Regions from separate parts of the Sus scrofa genome. Here region 2 is linked to region 1. The links are chromatin contacts, called in public Hi-C maps. All regions are on one chromosome and are shown on one strand. Each heading gives the region's core, a stretch centred on a gene start, on an enhancer-like site or on the middle of the called end of the contact. The rest is flanking DNA. Distances are from core to core; before and after follow the strand shown.

Region 1 (2,700 bases), core at 30-2,529:
TTAATGAATTTCATCACACTTACAGGTGTACAACAATCACCACAACCTAATTTTACAGCATGGACAGGGGAATTTTTAACGTCAGCAACTGAGTATGATACAACTAATCTCTGTATCCTCAGGACCTAACACAGCACCCAGCATGCAGTAGCTGAGACCAAAAAAGTCCGTGAATGGACAAAAAAAAAAAAAAAAAAAAAAAAAAACAAAACACACACACACAAAGTAGTGTACGCAAATGGGAAATAAAAGACAATAAAAAGAACACAACATATATAACGACCACCGTATAGGACCTTTGGTTATCTTACTCCTATTTACTAAAAGAGATTATTTGCCATCCTTATTATTGTCCGTCCTTGCACCCTCTTACTTTCCCTCAGCCTCCAGCCCACAATTCATTCGCCCACTTAACAATCTGATGTACACTAAGCAACTACTGCAGGCTAAGCATTAAAGTGATAAAACATCATTTTGTTATCACTTCAATAACAAAACTTAAAACGCATAGTCATGTACTAGAAGAGGCCTACAGTCTACAAGACAAACATATAAGAACGATAAATAAATCCTAAAACAAAAGTCTACACCCAGCGTCAGTGGGGCACCTCACTCTGTTGGGATCAGGGTCAAACGAGGCTTTCACGGGGGAAGAGAACAGGAGTTCCCCGGGAGAGGAACGAGGATGCTCAGGGCCTCTGGACCTGAGATGTGCCCTGTGGGGAGAAGGCGAGGACGAAGGCCCAAAAGCGGAGCACAGTCCCCACGTCCCCTGCGGCGAGAAACGTCCCCTGCGGCGAGAAACGCCCCCGCACCGCCTCCAGCGCCTCCGCCGCGCCGACCGCCGCGCGTGGGCCGCCCCGCACGTACCCCCTCCGTCTTCATGTCCAGGATCTTCTCCACCTCGAACACATCCTCGCCGTCCTCCTCACTGTCCCCCGCGGCCTCCGCTCCTTTCGCGGCCGCTTCCTTTTCTTCGCTCAACGCTCCGGCTCCCCCTCCTTCGACTGCAGGCGACTCTCCACTGCCGTCGGCTCCCGAACCGGCAACCGCAGCCGCGCTCGCCCCGTCCGCGTCCGCCTCCGCCATAACGGAGCTCTGCTAGCGGCGGGGAGAGGGACTGTGACACGCGCCCGCCCGCAGTCAGTCCCTCTGCCAGGCGGACGCGAAGGGCCCGACCGCGCCAATGGCGGGTTCCTGGCCCCGGAACGACGCGCGCGCACACCAACCACGTCAGGACGGGCGCGCCGGCGCCCCGCGCGGCCCACAGGAAGCGGGTGGGCGGGCCAAGGGGCCGCCGGGCGGAAGGAAGGGCCGGGTGTGGGGGCGGGGCTTGTCGGGAGAGTGGGCTGGGACAGCGGAGGGCGTGCGCTGTGGGAAGCCGCTCCCGGAGGGGAGGCTGCGGAGCGGCGCTGGGGGGCGGGGCTTGCAGGGCCGCTGGGGGCGGGGGCGGGGGCGGGGGCGGCAGAGCGCAGGGAGGCCTCCTGGGGGCGGGTTTCCGGCGGGCGCGCCCCACAGCCAGGCTTTCAGGGCGAGCACCGCCTGCGGCAGACAACGCTAGGCTCTTATCTGGATCGTCATCTGTGCGAATAGATTAGCGAGTGAATGATGCAAACACAGCTCCTAGTGCCGTTTCAGTTTAGGGAGTACTGTTTAAATAAATATTAAAAATATTTTAGTTGGGTTTTCTTTTATCCACTGGAAAAAAATAAGAGGATATGATGAAAGAAATTTGTCCAGGTTAGTAATGACTGACAAAAATAGTCCTCCCTGGAGTTCCCGTCGTGGCGCAGTGGTTAACGAATCCGACTAGGAACCATGAGGTTGCGGGTTCGGTCCCTGGCCTTGCTCAGTGGGTTAACGATCCGGCGTTGCCGTGAGCTGTGGTGTAGGTTGCAGATGCGGCTCGGATCCTGCGTTGCTGTGGCTCTGGCGTAGGCCGGTGGCTACAGCGCCGATTCGCTGGGAACCTCCATATGCCGCGGGAGCGGCCCAAGAAATAGCAACAACAACAACAACAACAAAAAGACAAAAAAAAAAATAGTCCTCCCTCAAAAAGAATCGTCACCCAAAGTTGCTAGGTCAAATATTTTTCTTTTTTGCTTTTTATGGCTGCACCTGCGGCCTATGGAGGTTCCCAGGCGAGGGGTCCAACTGGAGCTACAGCTGCTGGCGGACGCCAGAGCCACAGCAACACAGGATCCAACCTACACCACAGCTCATGGCAACGCAGGATCCCTAACCCGCTGAGGGAGGCCAGGGATCCAACCCGCAACCTCATGGTTCCTAGTTGGATTCGTTTCTGCTCCACCACAACGGGAACTCCCATTTTTCTCCCTTTTAATTACAGATAAGCAAATAAAGTCTTTATAGCAGCAAGCTTTTTATTTAATCTGTCCACAGAAAATGAATGCACAATGTGAGAGTTAAGTTTATTTGGGACAAAGTGAGGACTATAGGAAGAAAAAGCTTCTCGGCTCCAAAGACGGGGAGGAGGTTGTTCCACGTGATTTTGGTGGAGGGTACATAGGGTTCAGGAACACAATTTTGCAGAAGGTTGCTGCTCATGAGAGGGCAAATGTCCCTAGTGATGATTTCAGTGCTTTTCTAGATGTAAGATGCAAGAAGTTGGGCTTATAAAATTTTTGCCTGAAAATACCCATCTGAAGTCCTGTTTCAGTTTTTCCCAGAGCACAGAGC
Region 2 (2,700 bases), core at 183-2,682, 130 kb before region 1:
AAACTAATTTAAATACAGTAACACTGACCACTTTAGTATGCCATTCTGCCTATTTTGACAAATTCATGCGATTTTGTAGCTGTCACCACAATCAAGATGTACTTCTATTTTTCCAGACATTTTGCTGTATCCCTACTCGATAACCCCTCCCTACCTTCCAGTTCCTAGCAAGCACTGAACTGTATTCCTTAGCCATAGAATGTCATCTATTCAGAATGTAGCCTTTGAGTCACATTGATGTTTCTACCAGTCATTTATTCCTCTTTATTGCTGAGTATATTCTGCTTTATGAATGTACTACTGTTAATCTCTTCACCAGTTGGATATTAGGGTTGATTCAGTTTTTGTTGATTACAGTATAATTTATAAAGCCCCTATAAAATTTGCATATAGGTTTTTGTGTGAACACAAGTTTTCATTTCACTTGGATATAAGCAGCATTAGGATTGCCGTTTTACTTTTTTTTTTTTTTTTCTTTTCTTTTTTTAGGGCCACACCTCTGGCATTTGGAAGTTCTCACACTAGGTGCTACAGCTGCTGGACTACGCCCCAGCCACAGCAACATGCCAGATCTGAGCCGCGTCTGCAACCTACACCACAGCTCACTGTAACACCAATTCTTAACCCACTGAGCAAGGCCGGGGATCGAACCGTAACCTCATGGTTCCTAGTCAGATTCGTTTCCATTGCACCAGGAGGGGAACTGCAGGATTGCTGTTTTAAAGTAAAACATTTGTGGGTTATGAACCTGACTAGTATCCATGAGGATGCGGGTTTGATCCCTGGCCTCGCTCAGTGGGTTAAGGATCCAGTGTTGCCGGGATCTGTGGTGTAGATCGCAGATGCAGCTCAGATCTGGTGTTGCTGTGGCTGTGCTGTAGGCCAGTGGCTACAGCTCCAATTTAGCACCTAACCTGGGAACTTCCATATGCTGTCGGTGCCGCCCTAAAACAAAAAACCAAAAAACCACACCGTGATTATTTTATGGAATTGGATTTTTCATCGGGAAATACAATAAAAACCTTGCTCTTGAAAAAGGTAGAAATGCTGTTTTGTTTCAACTATTATTGGGAGATAGCTCATTATTTAATGCTATGTATTAAATCCGCAAGTTTTCACTTTCATGCCATTGCTGAAAACTGGGGTGGACATTTGGGCAACTATGGATGTCCCCAACACCTTTGCACTTTCACACATTGCTGCAATGCCGAACAAACTTCCCCGTAGTTACAAGGAACATCACGCTTATCTGGGGAGGGGGAGGGGTAGGCTGGAACCGGGGACCGCGTTAAGCAGTGCGCATGCGCGCGCCCCAGGGCGCCATTGGCTCTGCAGTGCGCGGGCGCGCCGACTCCCGGCTCCAGCGCGGCCTCGGCCGAGGGGCGGGGCTGACTTGGCGTCTCTGCCTCCGGCTCGGCGGCGGCGGCGCCATCTTGGGCGTGCGGCCGGGTGTGCGGCTGGCGGTTGGCGTCCGCGACCGTGTCCTTCCCGACCCCGACTCCGTGGGCGGACGCTCACTGCGGAACGAGCTGTAGGGCTGGGTCCGGAGGGCGCGCGCTGAGATGATGCTGAGAGGAAACCTGAAGCAAGTGCGCATCGAGAAGAACCCGGCGCGCCTCCGTGCCCTAGAGTCGGCGGCCGGCGAGGGCGAGCCGGCGGCCATGGCGCTCGCGCTGCCCGGGGAGCCGCCCGCGCCCGCGCCCGCCGCGCCCGCCGAGGACCGGCCGGCCGAGGAGGGCGGCTTCACCATCGACATCAAGAGCTTCCTCAAGCCGGGCGAGAAGACGTACACGCAGCGCTGCCGCCTCTTCGTGGGGAACCTGCCGACGGACATCACCGAGGACGACTTCAAGCGGCTGTTCGAGCGCTACGGCGAGCCCAGCGAGGTCTTCATCAACCGCGACCGCGGCTTCGGCTTCATCCGCCTGGTGAGGGCCGCGGGCGGGCGGCGGGCCGCGCCTCCCCTCCGCGTCTCCCTCCCTCGGCCTCTCGGCTCCCTCCTCCTCGCCCCCCCGCCCCGCCCGGCCGCCCCTCGTCTTCCCTCTCCCGGCCCTCGTGCCCCCGCCTGGTCTGCCTCCCCTCCGTCACCCCACTCCGCCGGGCCCGGCCGCCTGTCCTCGCGCGGCGCGGGCTGCTACTTTCTGTGTCGCTCGCGCATTGTGCGCTGGAGGAGCACGCTTCACCCCTTGTCAAATAAAGCGGCAAGTTCGCTAGTACCGTGCACACATCGTGCCTCCCTAATGTTAAAAAAACAAAAGTGCCGTTTTATACTTCCAGGACAGAGTACCTGTTTTATTACGTTTTCCTCTGCGCTTTGAGAATTTCCTCGATGTCGTTTATACGGCGTCATCGTAATTGGTATTTACATGCTGGATTCCCCCCCCCAACAAATTATCTTTATAAAAGGGGGACAGTTTTAGGTAAATAAATGGCTTTCCGTTTTTTGTTTTTTTAATCACCGGGTATAGAGTTATTTATTGTTTAGCATGGTCCTGTTCTAGAGTTTTGTACCTTTGCATGGTTTTTGTTTTTACCGGGATAGGCTTGAGTTCCGCCGGTGTTGTGGTTTGATCCTCAAATGTTCATTTCCGATTGTGGAAGCTTTTCTTTGTAGAACTTAAACTCTTCTTTCGATGAGTGGACAAGGCAAAATTCTAATACGTAGAGAAACATAATCAAATGAGACCGTTTTTAGGTAGA

The links. Hi-C and Micro-C count contacts between places; a contact is called where the count stands out from the background.
Region 2: a contact with region 1 is called in a Hi-C map of skeletal muscle, with 4 times the contacts expected there. The contact joins the promoter of PSPC1 here to the promoter of MPHOSPH8 in region 1. A contact is called at or near these places in 2 of 5 promoter capture datasets (fetal liver and liver), 6 of 47 Hi-C or Micro-C datasets (heart right ventricle, liver, retroperitoneal adipose tissue and 1 more) and 2 of 2 datasets of contacts at active chromatin or transcription factors (alveolar macrophages and skeletal muscle).

Annotation. Positions count from the first base shown.
Region 1 is chr11:445,598-448,297 of Sscrofa11.1, reverse strand. It overlaps MPHOSPH8 (M-phase phosphoprotein 8), which reads right to left and starts at 1,279. Exons shown (of 14, transcript XM_013980701.2): 1 at 871-1,279. The coding sequence starts at 1,089.
Region 2 is chr11:570,822-573,521 of Sscrofa11.1, reverse strand. It overlaps PSPC1 (paraspeckle component 1), which reads left to right and starts at 1,432. Exons shown (of 9, transcript XR_002336589.1): 1 at 1,432-1,928.